Regions from separate parts of the Zea mays genome. Here region 1 is linked to region 2. The links are chromatin contacts, called in public Hi-C maps. All regions are on one chromosome and are shown on one strand. The core of a region is the stretch at or near the end of the contact, and the rest is flanking DNA. Distances in the headings are between cores, read along the strand shown. Region 1 holds the start of LOC100272448 (Phosphoribosylglycinamide formyltransferase chloroplastic). Region 2 has its middle 100 kb from the start of LOC118476311.

Evidence for each region. A called contact is a pair of places that touch in the nucleus more often than the background predicts.
Region 1: a contact with region 2 is called in a Hi-C map of tassel, with 4 times the contacts expected there. The contact joins the promoter of LOC100272448 here to the enhancer-like site in region 2. A contact is called at or near these places in 5 of 25 Hi-C or Micro-C datasets (bundle sheath, ear, leaf mesophyll and 1 more).

What each region holds. Positions count from the first base shown.
Region 1 is chr2:52,733,443-52,736,746 of Zm-B73-REFERENCE-NAM-5.0, reverse strand. LOC100272448 (Phosphoribosylglycinamide formyltransferase chloroplastic) reads right to left here and starts at 1,310. Exons shown (of 5, transcript NM_001146922.1): 1 at 868-1,310; 2 at 683-794; 3 at 59-235. The coding sequence starts at 1,204.
Region 2 is chr2:52,557,954-52,561,292 of Zm-B73-REFERENCE-NAM-5.0, reverse strand. No RefSeq gene overlaps it. Among protein-coding and RNA genes, the nearest start is that of LOC118476311, 100 kb to the right of the region's middle. Within about 2 kb of position 1,887, at least 17 of the 20 cell types and tissues checked have an H3K27ac peak or open chromatin away from gene starts, as enhancers often do. A contact at or near this core is called in ear, leaf mesophyll and tassel, where this site is marked.

The DNA.
Region 1 (3,304 bases), core at 61-2,560, 180 kb before region 2:
TCAATTCTGTAAATGAAGATATGCAGCCACTCGAACATGATCGAGAATTGAAAATTACCTTGCTCCAGAGGCAATAACAGCTTTATGCACCTTTGAACCATAGAAACCTTTCCCTCCGAATGCCGGAAGGAGAGAAGGGTGGATATTTAATATGGATTTTGGGTATTCCTGGATCAATTCAGTGGGTATAAGCTTCAGGTAACCGGCAAGAAGAACAAAGTCTACATTGTTTCCCCTGTTTCAAAATTAAATATAAGAGTCTTATTTCACTAGTCAGACAAAAAATACACGGGATAAATTCAGATATTAGCACAACTCAATGCCAGAGAACAAAACAAACCACATAAATATTAGCACAATCCAATACCAGAGAACAACGCAAATCACAGCGTCTACCGTCAAGAGTAAATCGTGTAAATATGTGGCACCTGATGGAGGACTTGTTCCTCAGTATTATTTCAACTGAATACGGCGTTGAAGTTTAAGTAAAAAATATCAGCAGAAAGATAGATAGGATTCACAAAGGAAACATAATCACCACTTGGCACAACTGATTTAAAAGTACATAACTTTGCCTGTATTTTTACTGGCATAATAAACAAACATAAGAATGCTCAAGTTACTCTGAGCGATGTTTTTTTCCACCCAAGTTACTAAATCGAAACTGACACAGAAGAACAACCTCAGAGTATCCAGCAGTTGAGCAACCGAAATCCCCTCGGGCGCAGACTTGGACTTGGGAAATACGAGCACAGGGATGCCATTGTTCGTAGCATATTCCGCGCCACCGCAACCTGCAATGCAGTTATTGCAGTTTTAGCCTCCGCTAACAATGTGGGTAGCGTCGCGGGATGCAGTTTCCTTCACCTGGCTTGTCGGTGACAAGCGCGACGACATCTCCGTGCACGGCGCCGCCCAGCGCGGCCTCATGGATCGCCCGGAAGTTTGATCCCCCTCCGGACACGAACACTGCCAGCCGCTTCCTCCCGACCGCCGCGTCAGCGCCAGCCGGCTGCGCAGCGCGCAGGCGCGGGCGCGCCTCTGGGCGCTGGGACGGCTCGCACCTGACGGCGTTCGACGGGTGCCTCGCCGAAAGCACCCCCTGCCAGGGTTTTGGGTGCGGCCGGACGGCGGGCGTGGGGTTGAGGTTGAGCGAGCGGCGCAGGGCCGGAGCAGATGGAGCGTGAGCGATCGCGGCCTCCATTGCCAAGGGTGGAGAAAGCTGCGGCTACAGTAAGCGCGCGAGCAGGAGGCGGCAGGATTGGCGCGGGGAATGGAGGAAACAAAGGCTGGAGGGAAGCGGAGCAGATTGAGCCCCGGCGTGCGGCGGCGGAGTCGGGGCGAACAAGAAGGCTTTGTAGCAGGAAGGACTGCCAGCGCGAAGGCGACACAACATGGGCCGGGCCCAATGAAATACTGAACGGCCTGGCACGGTCGTCTCACCATGGATGCGGGCAAGGCCGAGCCGACGGCCTGCGTCGAGTGACAACTCCCGTCTGATCTGGGATGCGTTGGGGCCGACGACGCGGTTTGAAGTGGATTGAAAAGTAGAGGGGATTAAATTCTCTTTTATTATATAAATTTATATAGGAGACGATTTAATCTACTTTAACTCCTCTTTATCCACCTCTAGCTGAGCAAGCCTTGCATGAGAGACACGATCATTGGATTTCCGATCTACTGATCTCTGCGGAGTGTGAGTGCGTGACGAACGAAGGGTTGGTTTGATATACACGGAAATATTCAGGTGATTCCTCCATCATGCATCCCCTATAATTCTCTGTTGGTCACTTGTTCTCAAAAGCTACGAGTCAAGAACAAGACAACACAAATGTTAATGGTTAAAAACCTTCGTTCTTCATAACATTATCTCCCTTGGGATATAATGATCTTCGGATGAAGGTCATGAAGTACATACTTTCTTCATTGCAATATACAAAGATGAAAACATGATCGTATGAAACATAGATAAAGCATGAATAATCATTTTAGATCATTAGATTATTCATGTTATCATCATATATCTCTGAACAAACATGAATGATATTAAATTACATTTGTACCTTCGGCTTAACAGAAGGTAAGAATCCGAGAGTGACGTGCTACAAGTCAGCATGAACAGTACGATGTTACTGTTCATCATTTTTAGGCACAGGACACAGCTTGGCTAAAATTACATTCATGTCCCTAACATTTACTATTAGTCAAAAGGTAATCTGTCGAGGAATGAACAATCTTTTCCTTTTAAGTCGGTTTCATCCTCCATCATCGTCCTTGAGCTGAGCCGAAGCTTCTCTATCTACAGCTTCGGAGTTGGTCTAACCTTCTTCCAGATTACGCTTCTCATACCATACACGCCTTTGTCTTAAAGCCAAAGCTTCCTGTGACAGTATACTATACTGGGAAACATGTTAGTCGTGTTTTTGAGGACCTTCGAAAGATGAAGGCCACCAACAGTAGCCCATCGCAGTGCTAATTTGTTGTTTAACAAATTCAGACTGCGACGTGAACGAAGGCCTTTAGCCGAAGGTCTGAAAAAACACTTTCTCTTTGCTAGAATAGCAAAAGTCAATGACAAATGGGGCCCGCCAAGTTGCAATGCACTAGGCATATAAATAGAAACCCACATCGACATCATCTATTGCGCCATTTTAGTTGCTTGTGATGTTTTCTCAAATTTTAATTCTCTTGCTATCATCTCTCGCTTGATTTGTGAGCTTCGTGATATACACAAGTGCTTGTTGAATGTCTGAAGAGAAGAAGATGTTTGAGGAGAAGAAGGTTGTGGACCCTGCTCTTGCTGGGTTTTACGAAGCTATGGAAAAAACAAACACAGAGAAGATCACAAATGAAATAATGGCTGATTTGTGTGAAGATTCTGACGATAGTGATGACTATGATGTAGATAGTGAGAATGAAGATACCGAAGATCGGCCCTGGCGGCCAAGTCATACTATCTTCGAAAGTCATCCATAAAACAGAGTCAGATTGATGCCATGAAGGGGAGGTATTTCCGTGTTATGTCTATTGTGAGAGTTGAAGGGGACAGCGCCGCTCCTGCGCCCGAAGAAAACGAGGTTGTTGTCTACAGAAGCTTTATGAAGGCGGGTCTTCGATTCCCATTGAGCAAATTTTTGGTTGAAGTTTTGAAGACATTTGAGATCTTTCTTCATCAAATTACTCTCGAAGCTATAACCAGAATGAGTATTTTTGTTTGGGCCGTGAGAAGCCAAGGGCTGGAACCAAGCGCGAAATGCTTCTGCAATATGCACGAGCTGCTGTACGAGACGAAGGCTAATGGCAA
Region 2 (3,339 bases), core at 638-3,137:
CCGGACTGTCCGGTGTGCCAGGACCGTACACCTCTGAACTCTTCACCTTCGGGTTTCTGCAGCGCCACTCCGCTATAATTCACCGTACTGTCCGGTGTGCCACCGGACTGTCCGGTGCACCAAGCGGAGCAACGGCTACCAGCGCAATGCTCGACTGCAACGGTGTAATACTCAAAATTGTATACAAAGAACAATAGAGAAATCTCCTCAATTTTATGTGCCTTAATTGCATCATAAAAAGAGCACACATATAATAATTAGTGCTTAATTAAAAACAAATGATGTAAAAATAAAAGAAAGAGCATTTTGTTGGAGTTTTATATGCTTGTGCATTAGATAGAATAATAAGGAAAAAAATAATAAGATAATGGACATTAGAAGTGGAATTAAAACCCTAAATTTGAAAGTAGGGTTTTGAAAATAAGAAGAAGAAAAAGGACATAAGAATATAAATAATATAATTATACTTCCAAAGTTGGTATTTTTAATCTCACAATTTGATTTGAGAATAAATTTGGCACAAATTTGAATTTAAAATTCGAATTCAAGTTAAACTTAGAAAAAGAAAAAAAAATAAAAGAAAGAATACCTAAGTGGGCCTCAGTCTGCACATTTCGGCCCATTCCCCTAGCTTCCACCTCGCGCCAGCCCAAACCCCACTGCGGGTGAATCACTGACTGGCGGGCCCAGGAAACCAGCCGCGCGCACCGTCCCTGCAGCCTGGGCCCCACAGATCAGGTCGGCCGTCTTCACGGTTGTTGAACCGAGCCCGTCTCTCTCGCCGCAGCATGCTCACCGGCCGCGGCAACAGCTCCAACCGTAGCCGAACTCTGCGGGACTCTGCAGGATTCACCACCTTGCCAGCCGCTGTGCGCCTCCCTCTCGACCCAGTCTCGCTGCGCTGTGGAGCCCGTGCATCAGCGCTCTCCTTCTTCCTCGGAACGCAACGGCGGGCGCGGATTTCGCGCAGGCGGAACGGACCGATGAATTCCGCGGCAGCTGGGGATAAAGCTCGTGTGCGCTGCGGTTTTGGCCCCTCACTCCCTTGACTCTTGCGCGCAAACACTGATCGCCGCCGCCGCTAGGATTAGGGAATAACGAGGTCCAGTCGCCGGTGGAATCGCGCCCACGTCGTCGATTGGTCACAGCGTGTGGCCTTGGAGCATCCGGTTGGGCATCGCGGTAGTGCGGGTGGCCGTCAGTAGAGCGAAAGGGCACCACGACTCCGACCATTCCTCACCGGAGCTCACGGGCGGCGGTCGGACCGTGTCTCACCGTGGGCAGGATCTCCCACTCCTTCGATCTCGGTGAGAACTCCGCACGGCTCTCACCCTTCGTTCTATAAGCGTTAATCTGAACCGGACGGGGTCGGGACATCGGGGATAGACAGGCATCCTCTCACGGCCATGGCCTCCGCCGTGGAGTGCGGAGCTCCCTGGGCAGGGCCCTCTTGGCTATTGGGCACGATTAATTGGGTCTCCCTCTGATTACCGTAACCATGTGTTAGGTTAGCACCATCGAATTAGGATTTGGGGCTGCAATTTGTGTGTTTACCGTCGCGGCGGTGGGGGCTCGCCGTGGATCGGGCGGCGCCACCGCATCTGGGCGCGGGAATGGGAAGACACGCGTACGCGGTTGGATCGTGATCTGGCGGCGTTGGGGGAAGAAAACGCGCGGACCGTTGATCTTCTAAGCGATGGACGCGATTAGATAAAACGATACCCTTTCACGGCATTAAATCGTAGCCGTCGATCGTCGATCGGGTGGATGCGCTTGCTGGTCAGTTTGCTGCGGCCGTGATCCGATCCTGGCCCTCGGATCTGATCTGATCGGTCCGAATCTTTCCACACCCCTTCGCGGGTACTATTTATTAAAGAGCCCCCTAGGAAATCGCCAATCAACCCGCGCTCCACTCGCACTGTTGGTTGTGTCTAGGGAACTTTCTGCGCTAGCCCCTGCGCTTTCTAGGATTTGAGCCCCAGTCCCGAGATCAGATAAAACAGGGAAACTAATTTAAAAACAGATTTTTAGTACAAATTTAATTGCAAAAACTTGTTTAATTCATAGAAAATGCATATGAACTCCAAATTGGACCATTCCAGTTCCTAGAATTTTATAATATTATTGTCTAACCATTAGTGCCTCTGTTTTGGCATGAAAGACACATTAAAAATTTATCTATCACTTAATCTTGTATTAAATGCATGAAACCTTCAGAAATTCGTATCTTAAAATCTGTAACTCCAAAATTAATGATTCCAATTTCTATGATGTTATTTTCATGACTAGATTATTATTGTGTATTTTAATTACATGTTTGGTGTGATGTTAATTTTTGTTATACTATGTATGTATTGTATTGATGCGAGTAGACGAGCAAGCAACAGAGGATTCTGGGGTTCAGCTGGTAGAGACTGCTGAGCAGGAGCTCGCTGAAGGCAAGTTGTGCCCTTGATCACTTCTTTTACCCATTCATGTTCTTATTATTCATAATGATCTGCATAGGTTAATTTTGATGGGACCCAATAGGATACCCTAGATTTTGACTATCTTTATACCTTGCTTCACCACTGGTTTTACTACTAAGTTTTTGGGTAGTACATGCTATTGCTTTATGTGGATTTGGGTATAAAGATATTTATCACTCATTTTTACACTTGTTATTATCTGTTCATTATTTTATGTTCATGATAAGATCATTATGTTAATGGGAACATGGAGAACCACCCGGGAAAACAGTGCTACCACAAGGGTATAATGGGACGCCCTTGGCTGATTAACTAGGAAAGCTAGTGGAGGGCTACCTTACCCGAAAGGGGCAAGGGCAGTAGGGGAGTGGTCAGTGTAGGGAGGTCCTTGGGTTGATTTTGCTGCGATGGCGGTCAGGCAAGAACCCTGCACTGGAGCTTCCTATAAACTGTAGCGGGTAGTCTGAAGCTAGTGGAACTTTGTAAAGGCCTCGTAGTGGTACCCTGCCTCGCTTCCTTGGTAGAGGTGTATGGAGTCTGATCAACTCCGTGGCAAATGGGTAACACGACTTGTGGGTAAAGATGCGCAACCTCTGCAGAGTGTAAAACTGGTATACTAGCCGTGCTCACGGTCATGAGCGGCTCGGACACTCACATGATTAATATATGGAACTTAAACTCAATCTGTCATTTCATTGCATCTGGGATTATTTTATTATTACTTTTATTTATTATTTCTAAGGTTCGGTATTTACTTACACTTAGTAATTGCTAATAAAATTTTGACCAACTTATAAAAGCAATGCTCAGCTTCAGCCTTTATTTCATTGATCAACCTTACACTACATGAACTCCCACCTTTGGTGAGTTC